Regions from separate parts of the Zea mays genome. Here all the other regions are linked to region 2. The links are chromatin contacts, called in public Hi-C maps. All regions are on one chromosome and are shown on one strand. Each heading gives the region's core, a stretch centred on a gene start, on an enhancer-like site or on the middle of the called end of the contact. The rest is flanking DNA. Distances are from core to core; before and after follow the strand shown. Region 1 holds the start of LOC103634943 (homeobox-leucine zipper protein HOX29). Region 2 holds the start of LOC103634937. Region 3 holds the start of LOC103634940 (Protein translocase subunit SECA2 chloroplastic).

What was found. A called contact is a pair of places that touch in the nucleus more often than the background predicts.
Region 1: a Hi-C map of tassel shows a contact between it and region 2, with 2.8 times the contacts expected there. The contact joins the promoter of LOC103634943 here to the promoter of LOC103634937 in region 2. A contact is called at or near these places in 3 of 25 Hi-C or Micro-C datasets (bundle sheath, ear and tassel).
Region 3: a contact with region 2 is called in a Hi-C map of tassel, with 2.2 times the contacts expected there. The contact joins the promoter of LOC103634940 here to the promoter of LOC103634937 in region 2. A contact is called at or near these places in 2 of 25 Hi-C or Micro-C datasets (endosperm and tassel).

Annotation. Positions count from the first base shown.
Region 1 is chr8:23,256,706-23,259,405 of Zm-B73-REFERENCE-NAM-5.0, forward strand. LOC103634943 (homeobox-leucine zipper protein HOX29) reads right to left here and starts at 1,313. Exons shown (of 17, transcript XM_008657521.4): 1 at 579-1,313; 2 at 264-423; 3 at 42-151. The coding sequence starts at 790.
Region 2 is chr8:22,780,629-22,783,517 of Zm-B73-REFERENCE-NAM-5.0, forward strand. LOC103634937 reads right to left here and starts at 1,516. Exons shown (of 6, transcript XM_020542406.2): 1 at 1,154-1,516; 2 at 231-351. The coding sequence starts at 1,473.
Region 3 is chr8:23,104,335-23,107,235 of Zm-B73-REFERENCE-NAM-5.0, forward strand. LOC103634940 (Protein translocase subunit SECA2 chloroplastic) reads left to right here and starts at 1,484. Exons shown (of 7, transcript XR_004851907.1): 1 at 1,484-2,901.

The DNA of each region.
Region 1 (2,700 bases), core at 63-2,562, 480 kb after region 2:
TAAAGGCAAAAAAAGGCAGGCACGGGCTAAGTAGTACGTACCCGGCAGGGCCCGCGTCGCGCGGCTGGGCTTGTGGCAGCACCGCGGCCACGTTCTGGGGGCCGCTGGTGACGACCGACTCGCAGCTCGTGTCCGTGGTCGCCAGCCCCGCCTGCAGCAAAGCAACGGCGGAGGGGTGAACACAAGCACAGCGGTGCTGCTGCCTGGAATGGAAGGTGAGGGAGAGGGAGAAGGAGTTGAGCGATGAGGGGGAGTACGCGTACGCTCTGCGTCTGCTGGCGGTAGTAGCCGTTCTCGTAGACGAGCTGCGAGACCTGCTTCTGCAGGCGGTCGTTCTCCTCCATGAGCAGCTTGTTCATGGCCGTCAGCTTCCGGTTTACCGCCTGCAGCCGGGACGACTCCTTCCGCTGCTTCTCCCGGCACCTGCGTGCGTGCGTGATGCGCGCCGGTGGAGATCGGTTAGTTCGGGGCCATGGAGGACGACGACGGTACGCGCGCGGGTGGACAGAGCCGGCGCCAGAGGAGAGGAGGAGTGGCTCACGTCACGTGTGGTGTGATAATTACCGGCCGTACCGTACCTGCGGTTCTGGAACCAGACCTTGATCTGCTTGGGGTCGACGCTGGCGAGGACGGGGCAGTCGCGGACCAGCTGCTGGCGGCGCAGCGAGCTCGGCTTGGGGCACTCGTAGTAGAGCCGCTCCAGCGCCTCCACCTGCTCCGGCGTGTACCGCACGTACTTGCTGGCGTCCATGGCCGCCGCCGCCGCCGCGGCCTCCTTGGCCGTCACCATCTGCCTCCGACTCGCGCTCGCTCCCCGGCCCGCCGGCCGCCGTCGCAATGGCACAGCAGCCAACAACTGAGTACTCGATCGAGCGGCCAGCAACACCCAGACGACGACCCCCTACTCTCCTACTAGCTAGCTGAGCTACAGCTCTGGCAGCTGGCGGCTCTGGTAGCTATAGGCCTATAGCCTATACTCCTATAGCAGGTGGTGGCTACTAGCTTAGTAGCACTTGTGCTCAGATAGCTCGACGACGTGGTGCTCAATGCAAGTGATGAGGGTGTGGGAGGCATGTGCGTGGGCGTAGCCGTGGAGTAGGGAGTAGTAGAAGAATAGGGCCGGGCCGGGTGGGGTCGGTCATGGGCGGAGGAGGAGGGGGCGAGAGGCCATATGGCCGGAGCACCGGTGCCGCTTTCCTCTAACGCCCGGACATCGGCAAGCACGAGGAGGATTTGGAGCCGGGCCGGAGCCTCTGCCTGCTGGTGCTGGTGCTGGCACACATGCAAGGGCTGGGCTGCTGATGTGTGGGGCTTCTTCGCCGATATGATCGATCCTACTGGTACTTTGAAAACGAGAGGCGATCGAATCGGCCGTGGAGCCCGCCTTCAATTCTTCCGCTCGCCGAAACGATGGTTCCGTGCTGCAATGCAAAACATCTCTTCTGGTAATATTATATCATCAATATTCGCCGAAAGCAGGAGACCCGTACCTACATTCCAATTCCATACCATGGCCGCCACTTTTTTTAAAAAAAAAATCACTATATAAATAAACAGAGAGAGGGAGAGATAAGATATTTCATACCTATAGAATATTTAATTATCTCCAAAAAGTTCGAATTTTCGCAGCCCTGGTTAGAAACCCTAAAGCTAATAGGTCAGCTAATAAATAAATTGTTAACGGGAATGAGATGCTAACTATTAGCTAGGGCTGTATTTCGAACCCCCAAATTAATAATAGGTTGGTCGGGCCGCTAACTTCCCTATTAAGTTGCATGTACTAATCAGTTTAATCAAAAAACTTAATCTGATGAAAGGAGGTGGAGAATTCACTTATGTTATATTCTAATACTTTTCCTCACGTCGAGCCTCTTTTAGGTCCCTGACGTGAAATATAGGAGCGAATAACAATTATTTTATTTAATTGTGCTAAACAGGATTCGAACTTGAGAACTCTGGCTGCGATATCATATTCAGTTGCATGTTCCAACCAGTTTAAACCAAAAGCTTAAGCTGACGGAGAGTGTCCCTAATTCTTTTTTTCTTATATTTTTTCTTTCAAATTTAAATGGATTTCACACCCTAACCATGACACAAGCAACATAAATTTGTAAAAAACACAAATTTCTTGAATAATGAAACTAATTAAGGAGGCGATGTGGCGGGGACGAGATGTCGACAGTGTGTGTGTGTGGGGGGGGGGGGGCAACAACGAGAGGGCGGTCCCGCAAGGCGGAAGGAGGACACGTACAGGAGTAGATGAACATGTGAGTCTCAAAGGAATAGGAAGGTCTTTTACAAATTTTTAACTGGTTTTAGCTAGGTTAAACCAGCTAATGATCCAATTATTAGCTAAGATGTTAGGTACTAATTAGCTTGAATATTAGTTGGGGTGTTTAAAATCGCTTGAATATTAGTTTGGGTGTTTAAAATCGCTTGAATATTAGTTGGGGTGTTTAAAATCCCCGTGAATAATTTTAATGACTAACTATATTAGAGGTAGGGTTCCAACATGACCTTAATTCGATGAAATGAAACAGGGCGCGAGATGCTAGTTTATACCACGAAATAATTGAGGGCTTTCTGCACATGCTTTAGGAGAGATTCCGAGCTTTTCTTCTTTTTTTTTCCCCTTGCTTGTTTTTCTATCGCTAGAATACAACCTGCATCTTTTCCTTTTTCCCGTCACGCCGATAGAGA
Region 2 (2,889 bases), core at 266-2,765:
CTAACTCAACTTGCTTGGGATTAAAAGCCTTTGTTGCTGCTGTTAGCATTCTGGACTTAAAACCCTGAAAACCTAGGTGTGCACAGTTTTAGTTATGGCCAAAGATTTGTATTATTAAACTCATTTTTTGAACACTAATTTCTCAAAAAGGAATCCAAACCATGCCAAAACAAAAGGAATGAGTAAACAGTAGAGGAAAAGGTGACAGCAAGAAAGTAGTGTTCAGGTACCGGCAACCTGTCCCATATTAAGCGGTCATCATCTGGCTTGAGGTGATAGTAAGCTGAGCCAAATGCTGCTGCTACATTCCCAGCATAAAAGAGAAACCATCCCGAGGCCTCCCACCTCAAGCTACATGATTCCACAAAATGGCATGTTATCAAATTTTTAAATTTATTTCAAGGGAACGAGTATGCTGTCATTCCTTATATAAAATTTCTTGAAGCAGCACACCTCACAGAAAATCATATATAGTTTAAAGCTACTTGATTCCACAAAGTGGCATGTTATCAATTTGTGAAATTTAATCCAAGGCAATGAGTGTTGCCATGAGCGATAGAAAAAGTTCTTGAAGCAGCACACCTCACAGAAAACCAGATTAGTTTCACATGAAGAGGCTTATCTGAAAAAGTAGGAGGATCGCACACATTTCATTTATTGGCTTCCATTGAAGCATATCAACCTACTTTTAATTGAACGCCCATGATTCAAATCCCCATTACCCAGCCATTCTATAATATGGCAAGATTAAATTGCACATTCTGAAGCAAAGCATTTCCTCAAGCAAGCAAGCAGATGGCTAGAAGACGTATAAGCAAAGGTTCTCAACATGATTCATGAGTGCCATCTCGTTTAACTTAAAAATCCACAGGATTAGTGGAACCTCATTCGGACATAATAGAAAAAAAAAACACCTATTGCCTCCTCTTGACCTCTTCTGAGTTCCGAAGCTTTCAAGCAAGACTCAAAAGATCGGACTATTTTACAACTACTATGCCAAAAGCATTGGTTAGCCAAAAAAAAATTATTCAATTTAAGGATCATCGATCTGTTCACTTGACTCAGGTGTAAGCAAATTACTAAACTAGGACATAAGACGAACTTCTTTAGACATTTCATCAAACAAAGGTAGGGTAAGGGCCAAGGGGGGCACCTGACGCCGAAGCACCCGCTGCCGCAGAGGCAGAGGACGAGGCCCGGGACCCCGGCGAGTAGAAGCGGGTAGGCGGTGAGCACGTTGAGCGTGTTGGGCACGCCGAGGAGATTGCGCATGTCGGCGAATAGGTGGAGCGCAGGGGTGTGGCGGAACCGCGGCGTGGCCACGAGGAGCAGCGCGGAGGCGAGGACGGCCCCGCAGGCGAGCGCGCGGCGCCGGTGGTTCTCGCGTCGGAGCAGAGCGGAAGCGAGCGCGACGGGCCCCGCGCCGGGGCCGCCTCGGCCCCGCGTCGGGGGTAAGTCGGCGGCGAGATCCATGCGGGCGGGGAGATGCTGCTGGTTGCGGGCTCAGTTGGATGCTTGCGGCGGAGCGTGGAGTGGAGTGGAGGCCTAGAGTTCCGCTGCTGGGCCGTCATTGTGATTATGGGCCGTTTTCTCAGGGTCATTTGTAGGCCAGACCTTATTCATATTAAACAAATGTCCATTTTACGTAAACAATAATGCTAAAAGTCGTCTTTTCCCTTCATTAATCACTAGATATATACCCGTGCGTTGCCACGAGAGTTAAAAATTAGTATTAAACATAATTTTAGAGGAATCATACAAGAATCAGTTCGTTTTCACAGGAAAAACGCAAGAAACGGGAAAATTTCCTCCGCTCCAAATGAGCCCTTAAAATAATTAATTACTCACGTAGGTCACTATCAACCATTTTGCAAAAGGGAAATTGCACAATCATACTACAAGAGATCGAGCATAATGCTACTTACGAACAATGAAACTGTTTTACAAGCGATTGAGCATACTGCTAATTTCTGAATAGTGTATGCACCTCAACGCAGCAATCAATCCTAACCTGGTAGCCAAACTCTCGCCAAGGCACCACACTAACAAGCATCAGTCACCCATGATCTTGACAAAAGCGAGAGGAGAATTGACAAAAGCGAGAGAGACCGAGAAGCAGGCAGGGAAATCGTACCTTCTAGGCCTCGTTCGATCCACGAGCTGCTGCAGCTTCTCACTCTGGCGGTGCTAGAGCACGTCCAGCCGATGCACGCGCGAACCGCTCGACACCCATGATCTTGCGCAGTGCACACCAGACCTAACTTGCGAACTACCAATGAGAATAGAATAGTTGGATCAATTGACAATTAAGGAAAACCCAGTAGAATATATGGATAATTAAGGAAACCCCATCATAGATAAACATTGCAATAGAAGTTTGTTTCCCAAATGACAACCATTCTAGTTATCTAGCAGAGAACATCTTTTGAGCCACGGGCATTAAGGAACAACAACAACAAGAACAGAATAACTCAATTCACATTCTAGTTATAAAATAGAGAACATTGTTTTTTGAACCACAAGCACCCAGTAGAATAGATGGATAATTAAGGAAAACCCATCATAGATAACAATTGCAATAGGAGCTGATTTCCCAAATGACAACCATTCTGGTTACCTAACAGAGAATATCTTTTGAGAAACAACAACAAGAACAAAGTAAATCACTTCACATTCTAGTTATCAAATAGAGAACATTGATTTTTGAACCACAGGCATTAGGAAATATCATCAACAAAGAACATATTAAATTGCTTCACATCACATGAGGCACAATGGGCAGTTTGGATTGCAACCTCCCAGGCAGATGCCTGCCAGGCATTCCATCGTAGCCATCAGGCGTCCAAAATCAATGGCATGGGATGCTGCTTGGGCCTGACAGGCCCATAG
Region 3 (2,901 bases), core at 234-2,733, 320 kb after region 2:
GGAGTTCGTCGTCTTCTGGGGCCGAGCCCGAGTCCGAGCCCTGGGGTCAGGCGAGGCGGAGATCGTCGTCCGAGGCCAAGGCTGGGTCCGAGCCCTGGGGTCGGGCGAGGCGGAGTTCGCCGTCTTCCGGGGCCGAGCCCGAGTCCGAGCCCTGGGGTTGGGCGAGGCGGAGTTCGTCGTCTTCCGGGGTCGAGCCCGAGTCCGAGCCCTGGGGTCGGGCGAGGCGGAGTTCGTCGTCTTCCGGAGCCGAGGCCGAGTCCGAGCCCTGGGGTCGGGCGAGGCGGAGTTCGTCGTCTTTCGGGGCCGAGGCCGAGTCTGAGCCCTAGGGTCGGGCGAGGCGGAGTTCGTCGTCTTCCGGAGCCGAGCCCGAGTCCGAGCCCTGGGGTCGGGCGAGGCGGAGTTTCCTATGGCGCCTGAGGCCGGACTTGGCTGCTGTCAGCCTCACTCTATCGAGTGGCACAGCAGTCGGAGCGACACAGGCGGCGCTGTCTTCTTGTCAGGCCGGTTAGTGGAGCGGCGAAGTGACTGCGGTCACTTTGGCTCTGTCGACTGAAGAGCGCGCGTCAGGATAAGGTGTGAGGCGATCCTCGCATTAAATGCTCCTGCGATACGGTCGGTCGGTGTGGCGATCTGGCCAAGGTTGCTTCTCGGCGAAGACTGGGCCTCGGGCGAGCCGAAGGTGTGTCCGTTGCTTGAGGGGGCCCTCGGGCGAGACGTGAATCCTCCGGGGTCGGCTGCCCTTGCCCGAGGCTGGGCTCGGGCGAGGCGAGATCGTGTCCCTTGAGTGGACCGAGCCTTGACTTAATCGCACCCATCAGGCCTTTTCAGCTTTGTGCTGATGGGGGTTACCAGCTGAGATTAGGAGTCTTGGGGATACCCCTAATTATGGTCCCCGACACAACTCAAATATTATTCCTTCATTCAATTCTTGTGTGGTCTTTTGTGTTTTTTGTGAATTCTATTATATACCAGTATATATGTATTTTCTGTGATCTTCGGGCCAGCCCCGGTCCTGTACTGATGGGCTGTCAGGGCCAATGGTATGACATGACCCGCTCGAGTACCCACCGGGCCATGCCTTTTGGTCGAGAGATCCCGTGTCGCACCTGGCACGCTCTGAATAGGCCGGTGAGCGCATGCCCATGCCAGACTGGACGTCACGTTTGGACATCTAGAAGAGGTTAAAACCAAACTTTTTTATTTTTACGAACTCCTTCCATCATAATTTATAAATTCGTTTTACTTTTTCCTAAGTTTGATTGGTTCGATTTATTCATTTTTAAAAAAAATAAAAAATTGAAGCCATACTTAAAAGCATATTATATGTTAGACGATATGATAATAAAAATAAATAATAATTATGATTTTTTAATAAATCAAGTTAATTAAATTTAGAATAACGGGACTACGGGAGTGTGCAGCATGCACACCGGAACGGAAAGTCTTTGTTTGGCTGCTGTTCGTTGGTCAACAAAAAACAGTAGAAATGTTCTCCGCAACTCCGAATACACCTTGCTAATATCTACCCGCCGGCCGCAGGCCGCCGCCCGGCTTCCAGTCTCGCCGATTCGAGGAGACGACGACCATGCCAACCACAGCGCCACCGGTGGATGCAGAACCTCCCGAGTGCCCGGTGTGCCTCTCCCCATTCGACGCGGCCTCCGTTGTGCCGCGCGTCCTCCCGTGCGGCCACTCCCTCTGCGGGTCTTGCATCGCGGCCCTCCCGCCCGCCTCCGCGGCCGCAGGCGCCTCCTCCCTCCGCTGCCCTCTCTGCTCCCAGTGCGTCCCCTACGCCCGCGCGCTCGGCCCCTCCTCCCTCCCCAAAAACCTCGCCCTCCTCACTCTTCTCCCCTCCCCATCGCATGCTCTCAGCGCCGCCACCCTCGTCACAGCGCCGCTTCCCCACCCCCATCCGCTCCACGCCGCCCACTCGCGCCTCCTTTCGCGCTTCCGCCATGCCGTCCTCCCCGAGTCCGCCTCCCCGCTCGGTTCCGAGCCAAGCCCCGTCCACCTCGCGTTCGGATCCCTCGGCTCCGACCTCGGCGCGCCCTGGTTCTGCGCGCGGGGCCGCCCCGTGAGCCTCCTCCCGATCGAGACCCAACCAGTCCCCCCGACGAAGCAGGAAGCCGAATTCTACCGGCCCAGCCACGCGACGCGGGTCCTCGCCGCGGTCGACGCGCTCAGCGACGCGACCAAGGAGGAGCTGGCCGGTCTGATCGCCTCTTCCGCGAGGCTAGCACGGATGGTGAGCAGGCTCTACGGTGTCTGGATGTCCCCTCACGCGCCGCCACTATGGATGGTCTCTGAACGGCACCCACGTACGGTTTCCCAATTGTTGGAGGAGGAGATTATCAATAGAGAGGAGACGGTGGTGCGGGCCGGATTCCTTGTAATGGAGGCATGTGAAGTGATCATGGGGTTGCACAGCGAGGGGCTGGTGCTGGGGTGCCTCGGGCTGGACTGCTTCTGCCTCGATCGTTTTGGGCACTGCATGCTTGATTTGAATCAGGCGTTGGCCTTGTGCCGGGGAGTCCAAGCTGGGGCTAGCTCGAACAGTGTTCGAGCTTTCATCGCTCCAGAGGTGGCGGCAGTGCTAGGTGACACGTTGCGGACGGAGGGTCGTGATTTTGATGGTTTGGTTGGCTGTACCTCGGATATCTGGTCGTTGGGTTGTGTGTTCGTGGCACTTCTTACTAGGGATGAACAGCTTGTGCCTGTGGCAGGTTGGAACTCTGAAGGACTGTATGATGATTGGGAGAAGGAAGTGGTTACAAGGCTTGATGCCACATTGCTTGGTACTATACTTGAACCATTGGCTGCAGTTATAGCATCGTGCTTGAGATATGATCCAAAATCCCGTCCAGAGATTGCTGATGTTTGGAAATGTATTAGAGGCTTGTT